Linked DNA regions of Mus musculus: regions 1 and 3 are each linked to region 2. Evidence: chromatin contacts called from public HiChIP or PLAC-seq and promoter capture Hi-C data. All regions are on one chromosome and are shown on one strand. The core of a region is the stretch at or near the end of the contact, and the rest is flanking DNA. Distances in the headings are between cores, read along the strand shown.

Region 1 (3,701 bases), core at 935-3,434, 2.2 Mb before region 2:
GGGAAAAAAAAAAAAGAAAGGAAGGAAGAAAGAAAGAAAGAAAATGTACAATTTGGTGGTGGATTTCATGTATTTACAAAGAATATACTCATCACCATTTAATTACAGAATATTTTCGTTCCCCTTAAGGGAAATCCATTAATAGTCATACTACCCAATCCTCCTTCCAGTTCAGTATCTGGTGATCACTAACCTTTCCATTTTTCTATATTCTTGGCATTTCATACAAATGGAAAGGCTATATGCTTCACTGAGTATATTTTTGTCGCATTCATTCAATATTCAGTATTTTATTTGTCTTTGATTTTGTTATTTAAAATGCAATTGAAGATTGAAACTTTTTTTAATATATTTTTTCTAGATTTATTTATTATTATATCTAAGTACACTGTAGCTGTCTTCACATGCATCAGAAGATGGCATTAAATCTCATTACGGGTGGTTGTGAGCCACCATGTGGTTGCTGGAATTTGAACTTCGGACCTTTGGAAGAGCAGTCGGGTGCTCTTACCCACTGAGCCATCTCACCAGCCCCGATTGAAACTCTACCATGTTAAAAATTCGATTTTATTGTATGGATAGACCATATTTGCATATTCATTCACCAGTTCATGACTTCATACTTCTAAGGATTGCAACGCTAGCTATGCATGGCTATAATAATTGCTTTCCCCTTAAAGACTGGACTGTGCCAGGTGTGGTGGCACACGCCTTTAATCCCAGCACTCGGGAGGCAGAGGCAGGCAGATTTCTGAGTTAGAGGCCAGCCTGGTCTACAAAGTGAGATCTAGGACAGCCAGGGCTACACAGAGAAACCCTGTCTCGAAAAGACAAACAAACAAAAAAAAAACAAAACAAAACAAAAAAAAAGACTGGACTGTGCCTTAGTGGGTAAAGTCACAATCCTTGGAAATGACAGTGCTCCCGAGCAGTCAGTACTGATTAAGCTTGGCTTGGGGGAAACTAATGACTCTAGCTTTGTCAGTTACCTTCTGTGCCAAAGCTTTGGGTGGTCCAAACACAGTAACACAGTTCTGTGAATTTCTTTTCAATTGTATTTTCTATTCAACACATTGGCAAAACATTCCTTTTCAGTTTAAACTGTAACCTCGATGCGCTGATTACTCAAGGAAACACTCAATGACTTTTCTTTTTGTCTTAATATTTTGGGTGTGGTAGCAAGTAGAAGCAGATCACCCTAACCAAATATTTGCAAATATTTAAACAAAGCCATTCAGGTCAGGGAGGGAAGACGACTGAGGAAGTAGAAATTGAATGTGGCTTTTAAAGGAGGATTGTGAGTCTCATAGATTTGCTGAGAAAGGAAAAATCCTGTTCCAAAAAGGGGAAGAGAATTAAAAGTTTATCTTCTGGGTGACTGGGGACGTCTGGGTTCGGAGCACGTGTCTTTGGTATGTTTGGCAACCAGAAGTCTGTGCATTAAGCGTGTTGACTCTTCCGCCCTTCTGCACATGGTGAGATTTGAAGGGAGTGTTGGAGACGGTCTCCAGGGCTGCGGAAAGATGAACTCCATTAGAATCTAGATAACTTCTTCAAGTTCTCCGCCACCTGTCCTCACTCCTTTAGTTGAGGGTAACTGTCTATGTGACACCCACGTAAGAACTGGACGTGTCCCGGCGGGTTGCAAACTGCCACTGACCGCCCGGGGCCTTTCGCGGTCCCTGGAGGTGGTAGGGCGCGAGCACCGAGTGCGGGTGGCCAGCAGTGCCGGAGCTGCGGATGAAGCATCCTTGGACGGAAGGACGAGGCCTTTGACGCCCCAATGACTCTAATTGCGGCACCAAAGCAGGGTGCGCCGAGGGGGCGAAACCGCCCGGGAACAGGTTGAGGATCTTACTCTCCCCGTACTCCAGCAACTGCCAAGAGAAATGTCTGCCGCGGAGGGCGGAGTACAGACCAGGGGGCGTGGCTAAGAGGAAGGGGCGTGACCGAAAAAGACTACCTGGGCGGAGCAAGGGTGGAGGGGCGTGGCTAAGAACGGAGTCGGGGCGGGACTCAGTCGATTGGGCGGGGCGGGCGAGGCCTCTGGGCCCCGCCTCTCGCCGCAGGCGCGCCCGCCCCGCCTACCCGCTCCCCTCGGAGGTGGCCGCGGCCGAGCGCGGGGAGGGAGGGGAGAGCGGGTCACGACGCTGCGGGGGCGGGGATAACCCCTCACGTGGAGCAGATGAAAGGGCCGCGGCGCGACGGCCGGGGGAGCGGAGCAGAGCCTGCGACCCACAAAGCCGCCGCCGCCGCGATGGTGCTGTGAGGCGACCGCCCGCGCTCGGTCCTCCGCCGGCCCGCGACTATGCCCGGCCGCGCCCGCCCTCCGCGCCCTCCCGCCGCAGGACCATGAGGCCACGCTCGGGCGGGCGCCCAGGGGCCCCGGGCCGCCGCCGCCGCCGCCTCCGCCGCGGCCCCCGCGGTCGTCGCCTGCCGCCGCCGCCGCCGCTGCCGCTGCTTCTCGGGCTGCTGCTGGCGGCCGCGGGGCCCGGCGCGGCGCGGGCCAAGGAGACGGCGTTCGTGGAGGTGGTGCTGTTCGAGTCGAGCCCGAGCGGCGACTATACCACCCACACCACCGGCCTCACGGGCCGCTTCTCGCGGGCCGGGGCCATGCTCAGCGCCGAGGGCGAGATCGTGCAGGTAGCCACCCGGGCCCCGCGCTCCGCCGCCACAAGATGGCTCCGGGGGCTGCGCCCGCCGACCCCGCCGCGGGCTAGCGGGCGGGCGGGCGGGGGGGAGGCGCGGAGCCCGGCGGCATCCCTCCCAGGCGGGCGGGACGGGGCCTCCGGGGCACGGCGGCTGAGGCGAGCGCACGTGGGGGCTCGGCCTCCGGTGGGTGCACCGCGCCGGGGTGGGGGTGGGGACGCTGAGCTGGGCATGGGCGCCTGGGCGGCACTCTTGAGTTGGCGGGACGTTTTTCTCCCTCAGGTGAAAGTCCCGGGAACTACCTGTTGAATGCCAACTTTGCAAAGGCGAGACAAGTTGAAGGATGGAGCGACTTCTTAGAGGTCGCAGGCTTTGCTTTTCCATCCACGTTTGCTCCGTTTTCGGAGCGACCCAGTTGCCGGGGTGCACATCTTCAGGTTATTTTTGCTGAAATCTACTGGCAGCCTTACCTAGACACCAACCCTCTGGCAGGGCTCTGGACGGGCAGCAGCAGGAAGGGAGCAGGCGGAGCTGGCTGAGGAGTGGGAATTGGCAGAGCACTGTCGTGGCCGTGCCTCAGATTACAGGGGATGAGAAAGACCGCAGGCTCGCCCCTGGGTCAAGGACTAATACCGAAGAGGCCTGCAAACCCGAGCCAGGGTCTCTCACTGACAGGGCCTCCACCTTGCTCCAAATGAAAGAGGGCTGCGTCCCAAAGGAGGCTGGCTAGGGAGAGCTTTGAGCTGTCCCCAGTCTTTGAGGAGGGACTCTCAGTCGAAGCCTCAGCGGATGGATAGCTGCATAGATTTCCCGCTCCCTCGACGATGGTTTTTATCCACTACCATGTTCCAGGGCAGCGCACTTATGGTTGTTAGGCGCACCTCTGGTAGGAGTGATCTGATACGGTTGGCTCGTCTTTGAATCTTTTGGAACTTTAGAGGCCTATAGTTTGGATCTCCGGTGCTTTGCTCTTGGGTGAATTATGAAGAGAAAAGGGACTGTGTGGGATGACTTCAGAGCAGCTCCGAGTGTAGACAGGAGGGTGAAGCTGC
Region 2 (4,169 bases), core at 513-3,012:
CCTGGTGCCGGAAACACAAAGGGAACCAGGGGAGAAGAATGGGGAGGCCCAATGGCTCTGGCCTAAGGAATCCGGCCCCTTCCTACAAGGCCCCTGGGAGGGTGAAGCTAGTAAGCACCCTGGTGCCAGAGAACTTGCCTGAAGGCATAGATGCAGCTCTTGGCCACACCATCAAAGTTGGAGATCTTAAAACATTTAAACATGTTATGTTCTATTAAGGTCCAGTGACCCTCTACCCCCACAAGATCCACATCCCCAGATCCTGGGAAGGATCTGTCTCGAGACAGAACTAAGATAATACACAGCAGGGAGTGGGGGAGGGTGCCATCCTCACCTGGAGAAACCTTTCCCACAGCTCTGGCAGATGTACGGTTTGCCCACTGACCCATCATGGGACCTCACATGGTACGACATTCGGTCTTTTCTCTTGAACCGCAGACCACACACCGGGCACGAGTACGGCTTCTCCCCCGAGTGGGAAAGCTTATGCCGGTTGAGATGGTATACGTCACGAAAGATCTTGCCACAGATCTCACAAGCCACTTGCTTCCTGGTCCGGCTCCTTTTTCTGGGGCCATCGGGGTCCTCGGAGATGGGTAACCCATTCTCACCCAGCCTTGGAGGAGGAAGATCGATATAGCCCAACTGGAGGCTTGTGACGCCGTGCTGGGCCTCATGTTGCCGGAGCCGGTTGGCGTCAGTGAACACCTTCCCGCACAGGCCACATGGAAGGATGCCTGCTTCCCTCAAGCCCCCTGGAGACCCAAACATGGAGTCCAGCAGGTTGGCCTTCCTGGGGCGTCCCCGGCCTCGCTTGCTAGTTAGTGGAGGTGCACTGGATGCCACATTAGGGAACGGAGAAGTCAGTAGTTGGGGGGATAGGGGTCCAGCCACCATGGGCAATCTGTCCACCCCGGGTAACACAGGCAGAGAAGCTTGGCCCGCAATAGCAGCACCTGTGGCCCTGGCAGCCTCCTCCTCGGGCTGCATACTGCCAGCAATACCGTTACTGTTGGCTGCCATGGCTGCCCCGTTGGTCATGTCCAAAGGGAAGCCCAAGTCAGAAGTCCCAGGTGGGCGAAAGAGCATGATATCAGCCCGGGCAGGGGGCACGAGGATCTGCACGTTGGACTGTTTGATTACTTCCTGGCAGATCTCGATGACCGACCTCATCAGCAGGAACTTGGCGGCCGTCATGAGCTCGGGGAAGCTCTCTAGGCGCACAACGATTCGGGACGTATAAGCGAAGTCCAGGATGTCTCCGAACACTTTGGAACTGATGGTGTGCATCTCCAGTTCGCGGCTGCCTCCAGCTCCGCCGCCTGGAGCCGCCGCCGCGCCTCCCACATCAGCAGGACCACCATCTGCAGCTCCGCCGTCGCCTAACTGGGCGCTGAACACAGACTCAAAGTACTCGCTGCAGGCAGCCAGTACGGCGCGGTGCGCTGGGAAGCTCTCGTCGCCTACTCGTAGGAGCACGTCGCAAAAGCGCCCGCCGTTTTTGCGTTGTTGGTTCAGGTTGTGCAGCATCTCCGTACTGTGTCTGCTCACCTGGTAGGTGTAGCAGCCCGACGGACCGCAAGAAGCGTCGTTGACCCGCTCCATGGTCGCTGCCCCTTCCCCACTCGCCGGGCCGGGCACCCGCCAGTCCCTGGTCCCTTCCCTTAGGCAGCGAGACGCCTTTTGCAGCGGACCACTCACACTCCCCGCACGTGCGGCCCAGGGCTCGGTAGTACTCTCAGGTGCGCCCAGCGCACACGCCCCCTGCTCTAATAAAAAGGGCTAGACCCAGCGGGGCACTGCCCCCCACATTGCCGCCCTTAACCTCCGCCGGACCCGCGTAGCACTCCCTCTCCGCCTGCCCGCCTCCCTCTCTAGGTCTACCTTCCAGGGGTAAACGAGCGAAGAGGTGCGCCCCTCCTGCAAACGCAGCTGCCACCTCCCCTCCCGCCCGCCAGGCGGCGCCGGCGCGCGGCCAAAAGGCGCGCGCGCGCGCGCGGGGAGGAGGAGGGGTCCGCCGCGCAAGCGCAAGCGCGCGCTCCGAGGCTTTTCCCGGGCCCACTGGGGGCGCGCGCTGCGTCCCCTGCAAAGCGCGAGCCGGGGTGGGGGCGCCGGAGCAAAGGAAACAAAAGGCGAAGGCGAAGGCGGCGGTCCGCGCGCACAGGGGCGGTGGCGTAGGCCGAGTCTTGGAGCCCGGCGAAGGCGGCGGCCGAAGCGAGCGGGTGGCAGTAGCAGGGTGGGCCCTTTCCCAAGCCAGGCACGAGTGGCGGCGGCGCTGCGGCCCCAGGCTCCGTGCGTTCGGAACGGAGGAAAGATGGCAGCGGCTGCACTTCCTCTTGCACTTTCACCCCTGGGGGGAGGAGAAGGAGGGGGCGATACCAACAACACCCCCCCCCCCAGCTTGCAGAAAGAAAAAAAAGCAGCGAGCTCGGCGTGGGGGGTCTCGGTCGCCCCGACTCAGCACGTGCGCATCCGGCTCCCTAGCTTGGGCCGCCTAGCGCTGCAAACTTTCCACTTTCTTTGTGCCGAACGCCCCCCCCCCTCACCCAGCGGAGGATGCACGTCCCCCATTCCCTATTTATACAACCCCCCCCCCTGCAGCTCCGCTCCGCTCGCTTCCTGCCCCCACTCCCCAGCTCCGCCAATGCTAGCGCAGCCTGATCCTCCGCCTCCCCACCCCGCCCGCGGGGCCCGGGGCTGCAGCCTCAACCACCCCCCACACACCACCACCCCCCCCCCGACCCCGGCCAATACGATCTGAGCGCCGAGCCAGCAAACCAGCTACAGCCGCCCCTCCGCTGCCCGCCCAGAGTGTAGGCGAGCGTGCGGGATGGGCAGCCAGAGCCTGTGGATCTGAGCCCCCCAGCCTACCTTGCGCACCCGCAGGTCGGACGGGCATCAGCACCCTGCCTAGTTCTCCTTTGATGGCCGAAATCCCTAGAAGTCGGCTGAGACCTCCCGCTCTGCTGCCCTAGGAAGGAGACGGGATCCCGATCCGACGCAGGCGGAACCTTCTGCCTGCCTCACACTGACCGAGGCAAATGCCCGGCACGCCTGGATAACTAGAGATAGGTCGTTTTCCCCACCCACAGCTACTTGGGCTTTGTGCCCCAGGGAGCGTGAAGTCACAAGCCAGCTCAGAGAAGGGACAGTATGATGGCGATGGACAAAATCAACGACCCCTGCATGTCCCAGCAGTTTTGTAAGAAAACTAGGGAATCCAGAGATCAAGAAGCCCCCTCGATCTTCCCCAAGCCAGAAGCTTGCTTATTAGCCCTTGCCGCCCGGCAAAATGCCGGCCACTTTGACCACGGACCGTGCGGCCAGGCTAGAGCGCATTGTCCCTAAGACGCCTGAGGATGCTATTAGGCGAGGGTTGCACACAGGTTCGTCTGCTTGGGCTGTCGCTGAGCTATTGGTATCAGAGACTGTAGGCAAAGCACGTGTACTGGCGCGAAGTTCCCACAGTTGCGAGAGGAGCGAAGCACGTATTCCAAACTTTGCACGGCTCCAAACTGAGCGCTTCCATTAAATGTAGCGGTGTGTGTGGAAAAGCATTCTGGGTATTACCATGCAAATGAACGGGACCAGCTTTCATCTCGGCTTGGGGTTCCCACCAGCGTGCGCCTAGCCTGTTACTCATCTCACTGAGGCTTTTCGGCATGGCACTGTAAAGAGGACCCTAGTTCAAATCCTAGACCTGAGCGCTCTCGTTATGTCTCGGTGCCAGTTACTTGGCTTCTGTGAGCCAGTTTTGTAACCTGTGCCCCGGACAAAGTTGAGAATTCACCCTCCTCAGACAGTTACACTCCAGATTTCCTGAATAAAATGAGGAATGAGGCTTGAGGAAAATTCCCTTACCCTAAAGAAAGACCTGTCCCCTTAAGCCCAAATCCTGTGTTAGAGCAATCTAAATACTGCTTTTAATTTCTCGGTCACAGTATTTTGGAGGGAGATTCTGGGAACTAGAAATTCTTGTGTTCAACTGTGCTATTGAGGGTTCTAAGGTAGATCATTTACCTAGTGTGTGCCAGGCTCCTGTTTTTTCCCCAGGGCTGTGGAGCAGAAAGAGGAAGTCTGCTTACTCAGTCCCCAGTGTACTTATCTCCATTTCCCCAGGTTAGAGAAAATGGAAAAGCGCAAGGCCACAAACACTAGGAGAGTCAGGA
Region 3 (4,180 bases), core at 644-3,143, 2.2 Mb before region 2:
ATGTATAAATTTGGAAAGTGTATTACAAAGTGAGGTGACCCAAACTCAAACCAGGGCGCACGTGCGCATATAAATGGACGTAAATGTGGCAATGCCTAGAAACGCTAGAAATAGCTAAAGTTAACTAAACTTAACTTAGAAACTAAAATAACTCCCCAAAGGGTAAAAGGATGCCGGGGTGGAGGGGCACAAAAGGGCACTGACAGCAGAAAGGATACAGAGGGTGGGAGGATTGGGGGCGCGCGGGGGGGGGGGGATCCCAGAAGGAAGGGCAGCGTTAGTGAGCCTTTGGCAAAGACAGGCGGCGCTACAGCTTAAGCAACCAATGATCTATCCAACCTGGCTAATCTCCGAGGGGAGGGCAGGCCAGGGTGAGTCACGTCTGCTTTCACGGCCTATCTGCTAGGCTGGTTAAACTTTAAATGGCACTTTGGGTTGTATTCTAAAGGGCTGAAGCAGTTTAGGATGGGCCCTGATATGGATGGGATGAAAGCATGGCCTGAAGTCCCTTTACCTCTTCTTCCAAATCCACCACTTGCTGCTCCAGCTCGCTCATCCGGGCTTTCTTTCTATCTCGAGCAGTCTGCGCTGCTACTCTGTTTTTCAGTTTCCTTGGGGAGGAGACAGGGAACATAACTGAGTCATCTCCAGCTTTCATGTGTCTTCATTTGTAGACGTGGCCAGCTGGTGCTTTCGTTGACTTTACAGAATAAGGCTTAGCAAGTAAACACGCTTAAAGCTCCTATCAAAACGCACACGCACACGCATACACACGCTGCTTTCTATCCACAGGCCTTGAAGACTTGCTTGATTCTCTCCCGTGCGGCTGTCCACCCGGATCTCATTTTACCACCGGGCTGATACATTCCCGTTGCGTCATATGCTTCTTCCCTCCTCCCCCGCTACTTTCTGGGTCCAATTCCGTCCCACAGGCTCCTTGCTAGAGCGATATCCGTGAAGGCGGCGGGGACGCTACCAACTGTCCCTCCCCAAGCCAAACTCTCGGGATGCCGGACGCTGTGGACTCGGTTCCCAGGGTGGGGTTCCCAAGTGGCTGCAATGACAGCTGGAGCGGTTCCTACCCTACGACCACAAAGAGCGAGCATTTACAGAGGACTGGGCGTCGGGCACCTTCTTCTGTGCCTGTGTCGGGAGCTCCTGCACACACCCCCGACGCAGACCTTCGGAGGGGCATCCCCCTCAGCTCCGCTTCCCAGGTTAGACACTAGAGGTGAATCTAACCCACCGTACGGAGCCCACCAGCTGGCACACACGAGAGAGTCCCAATCCCAGTCCTGCCGCCCCGCGCCCCAGCCTTGCCCGCCGGGCCCACCTCCGCAGCGCTTTCTCCTCCGGGCTCAGGTGCGTGAGCCGCTGCCGCTTGCGAGCCTGCGGTGTCCCGCTCGCCTCCGACCCTGCTGCCCGCGGACCGGGTACCATGAGCGGCAGCGCCCGGCCGCCGGAGGCGGGCTGGCCAGATAAGAGTAGCACTTTGGGGGCCGCCGTGGCCGCGCTCGGCGCCGCTGCCACCACCACCATAGCCAGGAAACGTCTACGCCAGCGCCGCCACCGCCCCGTGGCCTCCTGCCGCGCCCAGCCTTTCTAGGGTCGTGGCCGTCCGCGATTGGCCGGTGCTCCGTGACGCGCGGGTATATTCATCACTTATTGGTCCTGTAGTCCCGGGGGCGGGCTCAACTCGGGCGGGGTGAGTGTCCAGCGTGGCTGCACAGCTGTTCTCCGCCGTGCAAACTGGGCCTTAGGGTGGATGGACGGTGGCGACCACTGGTTGCTGGAGTCCAAGGATCTTCGGCAGACGTCCCCACCCCGGCTGAGGATTGCCAGGCTGTCCTCTCAGGCCAGATTTCCAGACCGAGTCTCACGGTTTTACCCTAGCCCGACCCCATTTTAATGTCCGGCGCTACGTCCCCCGTCCCGTCCCCCCCCCCCCCCCACTTCCCAGTACAGCAGAAAATTGAACTGGTGGCATATCCGGCTTAGGGTTAGCGGACACACACACACACCTGGGAAATTTTCACAAAATGAGTCTTTAGAAAATGAGATGATTGCAAAACTAAATGTAGCAGGGTAGTACTCACTTGTAATCTCAGCACTTTATTGCCAGTTTGAGAGCAGCCTGGGCTACATAGGGAGGTCTAGCTAGGCCAGCTGGGGCTATAGATCAAACCCTATTTCATATAAATTAATTGATATAAATTAATAACTTTAAAAGAAAACACTAGAGCCTTGGCTAGCATGTAGTAAGGGATTAGTAAATAAAGTCTGCATAGTGAGAATACATGTGGTTTCGTTTTTCTTCTTATTTCTGATCTCTTCTGGTATGAGCTTTTATCACTGTTGTCTTTGTTTTGCTGTGCTGGAGCCAGACCCCAGAACCTAATGCTCTAGCACTCCACTATTCCCCTTTACTGTGGAACTAGAGATACCACTGAGCTATATATACCTCCAGACTTTAGTATTCCTTTCATTAGGGAATGGGAGTGAGGAGGGGGTGGAAATAGGTTTCAGGGGATGGGATGGGGTGGGGGAGAGTGTACTCTTCTATTGCTTTCCGCCTTATAAGAGTCAGTGCACTTGAAGCTTGCCCCTGAGGCTATGCTGGCTGGCCATTACACCTCCATGGTCTGCTTGTCTCTGCTCTCTGCCACTGGGGTTACGATCAGGCTCAGCCTTGCCAACCTTTCACCTGGGTGCTGGGCGTTTTTCACCTACACAGCCACCCCTACATTAGTATTTTTTTTCCTTTTCCTATTTCCAATAATTTATTTTTTATTCACTTTATATCCCAATCATAGCCCCCTCTTCCTAGTCCCACCCTTACAAATCCCCCCCCCCCATTGCTCCCTCCCCTTCTCCTTAGAGAATACCTCTTTGATACCACCCTACCCTGGGACATCTAGTCTCAGCAGGACTAGGTACAACATCTCCCATTGAGGCCCAACCAGGCAGTCCAGGGAGGCGGAGGGGATCCAATGGCAGGGAACAGAGACCAAGATAGCTCCACTCCACTTGTTAGGGGACCCACATACAGACCAGGCTGCACGTTTGCTACAGATGGGGGTGGGGGGGATAAGTTCAGCTCCTGTAGGTTTCCTTGTCAGTGGCCCAGGCTCTGTGAGCCCCCATGGTCCCAGGTTAGTTGACTCTGTATGTCTCCTTGGGGCATCCTTGACCCCCTTCCACTGCTCAGTTCTATTCCCATCTCTTCCACAAGACTCCCAGCTCAACTCAATGCTTAGCTGTGGGTCTCTGCATCTGTCTCCATCTGCTACTGGATGAAGCCTCTCGGAAGACAGTTATGCTAGGCTCCTGACTGCAAGCTTAGCAGAGCATCATTAGTAGTGTCAGGGATCCGCTCTCTCACATGGGATGGATCTCAAGTTGGGCCGGGCATTGGTTGGCTATATTGGTCTGCTCCATCTTTATCCCTGCACTTCTTATAGGCAAGGCGATTGATGTCCCCTTCTCTCCTCTAGAAGTCTTGCCTGGCTACAGGAGGTGGCCACTTCAGTCTCTATATCCCCCTCTGGTAGGAATCTCAGCTAGGGATACCCCCATAGACTTACCCTCCTCCCTGCCGCCCCATCCAAGGCCTCCAGCTCATCACCAGAGAACACAGCATCCTCACCCCCAGCCCTCTCCCAACCACCCCCATGCATCAGGTTGTTTTGGTTTTGCTTTTTTTGAGGTTTTTTTTTTTTTTTTTTTTTTTAGATTTATTCATTTTATGTATGTGAATACACTCACTCTCCAGATACACCAGAAGAGGGCATCGGATCCCATTTCAGATGGTTGTGAGCCACCATGTGGGTGCTGGAACTTGAACTCAGAACCTCTAGAAGAGCAGTCAGTGTTCTTAACCACTGAGCCATCTCTCCAGACCCCACATTAGTATTGTTTTAATAAGGAGAAAATAAAATGTTCCTTGTGAAAACAGAGCCAGGCTTTACCCTGGATCCCTTGGCCTGTGGCAAAGTCACGCAGGAGGCTAGAACTGGTTGTTTTGTTGGTTGCTTGAGTTTTTTGTTTTGTTTTGTTTGTTCTAAACCAGCAAAGTTTGGTTTTACCCTAGATCTCTGATCTATCTAGGTTCTGGTTCTTGGTCCCCCAAGTCATCCAGGGAGGAGAGCCAGGCTCATTTGGAAGAGGAGGCACCCGTTGG

The links. Promoter capture Hi-C pulls out the DNA fragments that hold promoters and counts their contacts. HiChIP or PLAC-seq counts read pairs in DNA pulled down with a chosen protein or histone mark.
Region 1: a promoter capture Hi-C map of liver shows a contact between it and region 2, with 3 times the contacts expected there. The contact joins the promoter of Znrf3 here to the promoter of Patz1 in region 2. A contact is called at or near these places in 1 of 39 promoter capture datasets (liver) and 1 of 9 other capture datasets (liver).
Region 3: a contact with region 2 is called in an H3K27ac HiChIP or PLAC-seq map of double positive thymocytes, with 22 times the contacts expected there. The contact joins the promoter of Xbp1 here to the promoter of Patz1 in region 2. A contact is called at or near these places in 1 of 115 datasets of contacts at active chromatin or transcription factors (double positive thymocytes) and 1 of 9 other capture datasets (embryonic stem cells).

The regions. Positions count from the first base shown.
Region 1 is chr11:5,443,330-5,447,030 of GRCm38.p6, reverse strand. It overlaps Znrf3 (zinc and ring finger 3), which reads left to right and starts at 2,184. Exons shown (of 9, transcript NM_001080924.2): 1 at 2,184-2,643. The coding sequence starts at 2,353.
Region 2 is chr11:3,288,050-3,292,218 of GRCm38.p6, reverse strand. Patz1 (POZ (BTB) and AT hook containing zinc finger 1) reads right to left here and starts at 1,762. Exons shown (of 4, transcript NM_019574.3): 1 at 335-1,762. The coding sequence starts at 1,605.
Region 3 is chr11:5,518,354-5,522,533 of GRCm38.p6, reverse strand. Xbp1 (X-box binding protein 1) reads right to left here and starts at 1,893. Exons shown (of 6, transcript NM_001271730.1): 1 at 1,334-1,893; 2 at 515-611. The coding sequence starts at 1,539.